Regions from separate parts of the Mus musculus genome. Here region 2 is linked to region 1. The links are chromatin contacts, called in public Hi-C maps. All regions are on one chromosome and are shown on one strand. Each heading gives the region's core, a stretch centred on a gene start, on an enhancer-like site or on the middle of the called end of the contact. The rest is flanking DNA. Distances are from core to core; before and after follow the strand shown.

Region 1 (4,245 bases), core at 1,056-3,555:
GCATAAGTCCTAGTGAGGTGAAGCTCTGGAGCTCCGGTTTCATTGTCTTCCATTCTGTGTATTTTTCTGGGCTGAACTTCTGCCAGCAGATGATCTGCACCATTTTTTCCAGTAGATTGCATGAAGATGGCTGGCAACTGCATGTTACAGGTGCATAGCCAACACCTCAAGAGTGACAGGGTCTAATGGACAAGTTGGTCCTCAAAATCCCACTTTTCCCCCTTCAGTTCACCTATGATGACATAATGGCTGAGCAGAACAGAAATGAATTGGAGAGAAAGCAAGGGAGGACTTTGGGGACTAGGGTGAGAGGAAGGCAACCCAGCTTCTAACCCACAGGGTTTTGAGTCAGTCTCTAAGCACTTGTTGGAGCCATGGTGTATTCAATACTACTCCAAGCTCTGGGAGTGTAGAGGCTAAAGAAAGTATCTGAAAACCAAACTAAGCAAACATCTAACCAAACCAAACCAAACTAACCAACCCAACCAAACAAATCCAACCAAGCAACTAGCCAACCCAAACCAATCAATCAACTAAACCAGTCAACTAGCCAACCAAACCAACCAATCAATCAACCAACCAATGAACTAACCAACTAACAAACTAATCAAATGAACTAACCAACCAAACCAGACAACCGACCAACAGAACTAATTCAACCAACCTATCAGCCAACTAACCAACCCAACCAACTAAACTAACCCACTAGCCAAACAAACTAATCATTCAAGCTAGCTAACTGACCAAAGGAATCAATCCTAACAACTTACCAACCAGCCAAACCAAGCAACCAACCAAACCAATCAACTAACCAAACTAACCATCCAAACCAGCTAACCAACCAACTTAACCAACTCAACCAACCTATCAAACAAGCAACCTAACCAATCCACCCACCCACTCAATTACCCACCCACTAACCAACTCAGCCACCAACCAACCCAAACCAACCAACCAACCAACCAACCAACCAACCCAATCAACCAACGGAACCAACCAAAGACACCCTCACACCACCACTAGCACCCCGCCCCCACACACATAAATTTAAACCATCAAACTCCCTGCCCTCATCAACAAAGATAATATCTAGTAGCAAATACTTGGGAAGTAAATGGATGTCTCGATTCAGGCAGTGACAGCAGGGGTGACAGCTGGGGGCAGACACAGCTTCCCATTTTGTAATACTGTAATACTGTTAAGCACTGCCTTAACCCAAATTGATTTCACTGACTTTAAGATTCCAGGCTCTTTGTGTGACAAATGTCACACTTGTGTACACGCGTTTTTACTTTATTTAGAGTGCCAGTTTAAAGGGTTGCAAGGAAGAAAAAGGACTAGTGTGCCTTTGTGGGTAAGCTCTGAGAAGAATTACCTCTGAGCAGAGTGGACAAAACCTCTCTAGGAAAGCCGCCAGGTGGCACCTGTAAGGCGCAGATGGAGAGAGTCATTTGCCCCACCCCCACAGGCCGGACTATCCAGACTACCCCTCACCCCTCGGGTTTGTTCGCGAGGAAGTGGGGGAGTTTCAGTCTCTTTCCAGACAGCGTGATTACACACCAAAATTTTCTGACACCTCAAACACACCGAGGGCGGATTGTCTCCACACAACCAGGCTGTCAAAGGCATGAGCCTGGTGGTTGGGAACACTTAGGCACTCTGCAAGGTGGGGAGTGGCTGTGGGCTGCCCCTGTGCCCAGGTCTGCTCAGTCTGGGTCTAGGGGAAAACACTGGCAAGGGAGAAGCAGTTCTCAGGACCGTGACACGCAGAAGTCACCAGAACGTGGGACAGCGCTTCACACTCCTCTAACGCCCAATCCTCCTCCCAGGGACAGTCAGTGGGGACTAGTCTGAGCTACCTTCTCACATCCTTTTACATTTCCGCCTTCTGCAGTCTCTTCTCCTGTCCGGGTCGCATTGTGATTGCCTTGCCCCCCCCCCCCCCCGCCCCGCGCGCTTCGCCCCTGTGATCCCGCACCCCAGGATTGGCAGCTGACCCCAGAGACAGCAGAGTCTGAGTGGTGGGTGTCAGTAAACAGAAGCAGCGTGTTGTGGTCATTTCGAGCTGTGCGGTCGGGCCACCAACTCCATCTGTGGCAGGGAGGCGAGCTGCACCAGTTGCGAGACTGCTGCTGTTCCTCTTTGGTGGCTGGTTGGTGACATTGGGAGGAGACCGCTCCGAGGGAGTGAGCCTAAGACGAGGAGGAAGAGAGGCAGGGCGTTGGGGGTGGGGACGTGGCGACAGTGCCAGGGGGCGTGTGAGCTGCGGGCGAGGAGCAACTTCTCCCGGGCGCGCGCTGCGGGGCGGCGGGCGGAGCGTGAGCTGCCAGCCCAGAGCAGGGAGCGGGGAGCGGGGAGGCTCGGCCCGCGCCCTGCACGCTACCATCCTCCGGGTTCCCAGCCCCGGGTGCTGAGCTCGCCGCTATAAATAGCAGGTTACAGCTTCTGCTTGGGCGCACACGCTTTCACTGGAGAACGCAGGAAAGTCATCCTGAAAAGTGTCTGCCGCTGCTATCGCCCCCTACTCAGCCTCTGCAAGAGGTAACATCCTGCCTGGGATCCTGGGGCTCGGGAGGGAATTTTGCAGGGTGCGGAGGGTGAGGATGGGTGAATCCATAGGCTGTAGTCGTGCGCATCGGACAGTTCAGGGTGGTGGTGGTGGGGAGTACGTCCTGCCTGAGAGACAGCTGGTGTGTTTCTTATCAAGTTTCCCAGCTTGCAGCCAAGATCGTCCCTTCAGCCTTGCTTCCCAGGGACCCTGGCTGCTGGTGGTACCCCTGTGACCCTGATTACTGTCTAGTGGAGCTCGCTTGGTCTGGGGTGAACACCACACACACACACACACACACACACACACACACACACACACACGCACACACATATGAGTTCCAACTCCCAGGTGACACTGAGTTCTGGCCCAGCTTATGGTCCCTTTGAGCTGTTCTTAAAAGGTGCTGCAGCGACCTGGAGTGCTTAGGGACTGCTTCTCAACCCTAGTCCCAGTCACTGGCTGTCTCCTGCTTCAGAGGAAGTGGTCCTGGTCCTTAGAACAAGGAAGGCATGCTGGGGTTGCAGTTGCCTAAAGAGCTCTCTTTTCATGGCTATCTCCAGCCCCACCTTCAGCAACTCCTGCCCTCTCCGTCCCCCCAACACCACCCCCCCAAGTCAGGCCTGTTACCCCTAGGCTACCTTCATGTTCTACCTACCCCAAAGAGAAGTCAAGAAAGAGTTAGAAAATCAGGGCTTCAAAGTAAGAGTGGGTGATGAGAGGCTCCTCTGGAGTCTCAAATTTGCACTACAGCCTACTTGAGCTTATCTGGCCCCTCTAGCAGGACAAGGGTCCTGAGCAAACCCAGGAGCCTGCTGCTAGTATGGACTTTCAGGCTTGCAACTGGCTAGCTCTAGGTGATGCGAGAACCAGAGGCACCGGTGTTTGCCCCTCTCCACCTTTGATTTTGCTTCCCTCAGGGGAGGTGGTTTCTGCCCCAGAGGACACCCAGAGGTTTCTGTTTGGAGACAGAAGCTTTATAGGTAGGGATGTGCATATTGATGAGATAGTTGCAGCCACACAAAACTTATTGGAAAAACCCCAGAGGAGAGAGAGGCAGCAGTGCTGTTAGGGGACCGAGGTTTGTTAAGGGAAAGGATGCTCAGTTGATTATGTGGTTCCTGCAGCGTCAACTTACCAGGGAAACCCTGCGGGACATTCAGTCACGCTGGTCTAAATGATGTAGAATGTCTTCTTTGTTCATCTTACTTTATGTTTTTCTTTCTCCTGATTCTGGCTTCCTTGCTCTTTCCAAAATGACATTTGAGGTCATTATGTGGGTATTACATTTTGCTTACATTTCCCTTCAGTCTGAAAGAAGTTATTTATAAAGGTGTAGCTCTATAAAATACATGAAAGAGCAGAAGACAGGGATGAGTTCATCTCTCCTATGATGGGCACTAGGTGGCCCCTTTTATAGGTGTACATCTACATTTAGAGGACTTGTTCGCACAGAAATTTTCTTAGTGAGTTCTGGAATCAGAATGTTATCAATCTGACTTGGTTCAGAGACTCAGCAAGAGAGTGGCTGCCTGATGCTGTGTTAAAGGTAGAGTTAGGAGAGGTTTGGACAAGTGGGTACTGTCAGCTTACTCGGTGTGGGAGGAAATACATTAGCTCATGTTCTTTGGGATATACTCCAGGGAAACATTGACATGAAATCACAGTAATTGATCAGTGCCTCTGGGCTCAGCACA
Region 2 (4,245 bases), core at 1,204-3,703, 1.7 Mb after region 1:
TCAGAGTATGTGGAACTATAAGCCTAGTTTAAAAAACAAACAAACAAAACAAAACCTGATACCCTGTCTTCCCAGGAAGATGCCTGACTCCCTGATTTCCTCCAAAGCCTTAGCAGTTTATCACCTTCATAAATGAATTCCACGGGTACGAGGTATAGAAAAGATGAAATCAGTTTTTAGGTCACTGGCATCCAGGTGTAAGCTTATTTCAGGAACTCTCCTGTTAACCCTCACCAGCCTACATGGAAAGATCTAAATAAGTCCTTAACAGTTTCTCGGGTCTTCTGAGAGCATTTGGGTATCAAGAGGAGAACGAGGTATGATCTGATAAAGTCTGAATCAAAATGTGCATCATGGGAAATTGCTAAATTGAGTCTCCTCTGAGAGTTAGAATCAAATAAGATTACAAGGAAAATAACAAATGACTATCAAAACCCACCGTACTATAAAGTGGTTTACGATTTTATTCTCTTTTTGTCTGAAACAATAACAAAAGTGTGCTGTCTTTTGAGTAGACAGTATTGTGATACATGCAGCAATTCCAGAGACATAGGTGGCCACCTGTGTCCCTCTGGACAATCAGAAGGATCTCTTCCTCCTCCTCCTCCTCCTCCTCCTCCTCCCTAGCAGTTGGCAAGGTCATACAGAGCAGGGATTATCAGGAAAGCAAGCTCTTCCCACTGAGCTGTATTTATGTATTTGATTTGAGCTTTTCCACCTCATTACACTAATATCTTTCAAACATTCGTGAGCTGTAAATCCATGCTGCCCACTGGAATTTTGAGTCCAGGGCGATGGAATTCTCCACTGCTCCTTTTCCTTCCTTCCTTCCTTCCTTCCTCCCTCCCTCCCTCCCTCCCTCCCTCCCTCCCTCCCTTCCTTCCTTCCTTCCTTTCTTTCTACTTTTAATGCATTCCTATTCGATGGTAGAGAGCAAGGCAAGGAAAATGATAACAAGCTTCAGAAAAATCACCTCTGTCAAAGGTCTAGCACATCCCATAATTAATGCCCGCCTCCAAGGCCTGAGATGCTTCGTAGCGAGGAAGCAGGTGAGTGCTAAACCAGACTCTCTCCAATGAAGTTTCGAAGATGAGTCTCACTGTCCCCTCTGTCTCAGGTGACACATCTGCACTTCTCCAGGGGGGATCTGTGTTGTGAAAACAACTGAGTCACAAAGGAAATTTTAATATTTAGTCTAATGACATTGGGGTAATTCAACAACAAGAGAAATACAAAATTACATTGCATGACCAGACAGAAAAAGATCTGGTAGGTGTTTTCTGGCCAGTGGCCAGGTAAACGCTGATTATATAAGCAAGTCCTTGACCTAATACCCTACAGGATGCTAAGGAGCCCAAGAGGCCCACCCTTAGCCTGTTGATCTGACTCCAAGGAGACCCTGTGGCAAACTCCCTGAGCCTTTGACAGTCTCTGCTTACCAAAGAGTTTTGAAGGGCTTCCCTGTGACCTTCATGGCAAAAGAAAGATTAAAAGAAAGTTTTTCCTCTTGAGATAACTGGCAAAGCTCTTACTATAGACATTGCTGCTGCCTTCCGTGATGAGGAGGCCCTGACCTGAGGACCCAGTGAGCCACACGTGGCTATGCAGCCCAGGAGTGCCCACTGACTATGCATTTACAGGCATGCATTTTTCTGGAGCAAGTGGTGCACCAACTCTGTCCAACAGAAATACAGCCCAAGTCACATGCATTTTTTTTTCTAACTCCCGATAGCCACATTTTAAGAAGCAAAAAGGAAACAGGTGGAAATTATTTAATAGCAGTTTAATCTAATATTATTATTGTTTTGATGTGCAAATGATGTAGGGTGTCAGGAAAACATTTTCCTCTATTCTTTGTTACCTATTCTAAATCTGCTGTCTTTTACACGCCCAGCACATCATCATTATTACTAGCCACAGTTCAAGCTTTCCGTAGCCACATGTGCCTAGTGGCCACCAGCCGGGCAGCACAGCCCAAGAAATGTTCCAGAATCCTTACAAGTGCTCTCCTGACTGTGACAGGAGAAAAAGGATAAGATTACCTCAGGTTTTCCCCAAAAGAAAAACAGACTTTAGCCAAGTTACCTAAGGAGACAGCCAGGGATGTTCTTATTCCATAAGTAATAGCGGTTCAAATAGCCTTTATCAACTTTCTAAACACAGTGTCCACTGTCCTCAGCAACTGTTGCTTCTCTGACGAGCTGTTTGTTAAAAAACAACAAGACAACCAACCATGCTGATTTGGTGCTGAAATAAAATTACACCCTCACTTTTATGACAAACCCTGAGACTCATGTGAGAGACTTACACCCCTCACTTCTATGACTAATCCCAAGACTCTTAATGTGACACTTAGCCAAAGAGAATTTACCTCAACCCATAGTTCTTCATCCCTGTGGCTGCCCCGTTCTAAAGCAGTAGAACTCAGAGACAGGAAAGGCGCAGGAAACCGCAGGCCGAGCCACATACCCGGTCTGTGTGGCATTGCCGAGAAAGGATCTCTGAGCTTGTGGCCATCCAGCCTCTATGTGGTGAATGGCGAGCAGCTTTCTCTTCAGCTTTGTCCAAGGTTGAGAGAGGAAAAGAGCCCTGAACTCCCTCAGAGTCACTTTCAGAATGGCTTCCTCCTGCGTGGTTAATCCTTCTAAAGGGCTGCTGCCTCCTAAGAACAGCCTTGGGTCTGGCAGGGCCTTCAAGGTCAGTTCTGGTCACACACCCAAGGGATGGATATAGTATGGAGACAGGAGATGATAAGGTATCAGAGGCAATCAGGCAGTGGTGGCTCACACCTTTGAACCCAGCACTCAGGCAGGTGGATCTCAGTGAGTTTGAGGTCAGCCCGGTCTATGAAGCAAGTTCTGGGACAGCTACAGAGACAAATACTGGGTGGAGGCAGGGGCAGAGGTGGGGAGGAGTACCAGAGGCACCTAGCTATTTCAACATTGTGTGTGACATCCTGGCCATGGAAGCAAGTCTCTCTCCAGAGATTTGTTGTTGTTGTTGTTGTTGTTGTTGTTGTTGTTGTTGTTGCTTTAACATTTTCATCTGTGGGTATTCAAGGGTCTAGCCTGTTAAGAATGGCTGTGCCCAGTGGCCATTTTCTTTACAGCCCAGACATTCCTGGGACTACAACACTTCCAGAACCAAAAGAGAACATCAGTCTGCCTAAGATTCTTGGTGTAAGCTTAGTTGGTGCTGAAGTAGATTGCATAAGCATTTAATGGCATTTAGTTGTCCACTGAATGCATATCCTTGGCTGAACACCATGAAAATTACCAAATAAAAACTTTCAAAAATTTTAGGAAAGATCATCATGCAATCTACAAAGAGAAGGTCCAGTCTCTGCAGTGCTGAGGTACTGAGGCCAGGGAGATGATGTCCTGTAGAAGAAAAAAAAAAAAATTAAATGTATGAGTTGCTCTATCTGCATGTACACCTGCAAGCCAGAAGAGGGCATCAGATCCCAGATACAGATGGTTGTGAGTCCCCAGGTAGTTACTAGGAATTGAACTCAGGACCTCTAGAAGAGCAGTCAGTGCTCTTAACCACTGAGCCATTTCACCAGCCCCCATAGCATTCTTAATTTCCCTTCCCTTCCTTGCACACACACACACACACACACACACACACACACACACACACACACACACACTTTCCCTATCTTACACCCCATTTCCTTAAACCCTGTTCCTTGGTCCCCTCCTAATAGGCCACATTCGCACAAGAGCAGGATTTGCGTGACCTGTTTCTGCCATCTTCCCAGGGTCCTTAACATTTAGCAAGCCATGCTTCTTGGAAAGAACGTACGGCAAAGAGGAGCAGAGGCACTGCCCTTCAAAGACTGGGCTGCCTGATTTCCTGAGCAGTATTTCTGTCCATTTTGGGAGAGGACGGAGGAGCAGGGGTGATGGCTGAATTTCACAAGGGAAACGACCAGTACCCTGAAGGACATCCACAGCAGGCAAGATCCCAGATCAAAGCAGGGTGAGCTAAGGAGAAAGTCTATGTGGAAAACTGCCCCTCCCCTGGGCTCGGAACTTACCAATGAGTCCCAGGGAGAGCAGGTGTTGAAGGGAGTCAATAGTCATGAGTTAAAACGTCTTGATTGTGAAGAAGATTGGGATACTTGGCTCCCAACAGCAGGCCTTTCTCAGGAGGGTCAGACAGTGCTAGTTAAAATCTTGTAGATAGGGAACTATTTTATTCCACTGTGAGCTTCGTGGTGGCATGGTGTTATCATCCCAT

Evidence for each region. Hi-C and Micro-C count contacts between places; a contact is called where the count stands out from the background.
Region 2: a Hi-C map of the MNK3 cell line shows a contact between it and region 1, with 10 times the contacts expected there. The contact joins the enhancer-like site here to the promoter of Inpp4b in region 1. A contact is called at or near these places in 9 of 39 promoter capture datasets (the C10 cell line, embryonic stem cells, frontonasal cranial neural crest and 5 more), 1 of 15 datasets of contacts at CTCF or cohesin (large pre-B cells), 10 of 484 Hi-C or Micro-C datasets (the AtT-20 cell line, B cells, the Ba/F3 cell line and 6 more), 1 of 115 datasets of contacts at active chromatin or transcription factors (astrocytes) and 3 of 9 other capture datasets (adipose tissue, embryonic stem cells and liver).

The regions. Positions count from the first base shown.
Region 1 is chr8:81,340,257-81,344,501 of GRCm38.p6, forward strand. Inpp4b (inositol polyphosphate-4-phosphatase, type II) reads left to right here and starts at 2,306. Exons shown (of 25, transcript NM_001024617.3): 1 at 2,306-2,541. It overlaps Gm51582 (classical arabinogalactan protein 9-like), which reads right to left and starts at 2,397. Exons shown (of 2, transcript XM_030243908.1): 1 at 1,998-2,397. The coding sequence starts at 2,386.
Region 2 is chr8:83,084,373-83,088,617 of GRCm38.p6, forward strand. It overlaps Rnf150 (ring finger protein 150), which reads left to right. Exons shown (of 7, transcript NM_177378.4): 7 at 1-4,245. Among named protein-coding and RNA genes, the nearest start is that of Tbc1d9, 79 kb to the right of the region's middle. Within about 2 kb of position 2,454, at least 47 of the 459 cell types and tissues checked have an H3K27ac peak or open chromatin away from gene starts, as enhancers often do. A contact at or near this core is called in the Ba/F3 cell line and the MNK3 cell line, where this site is marked.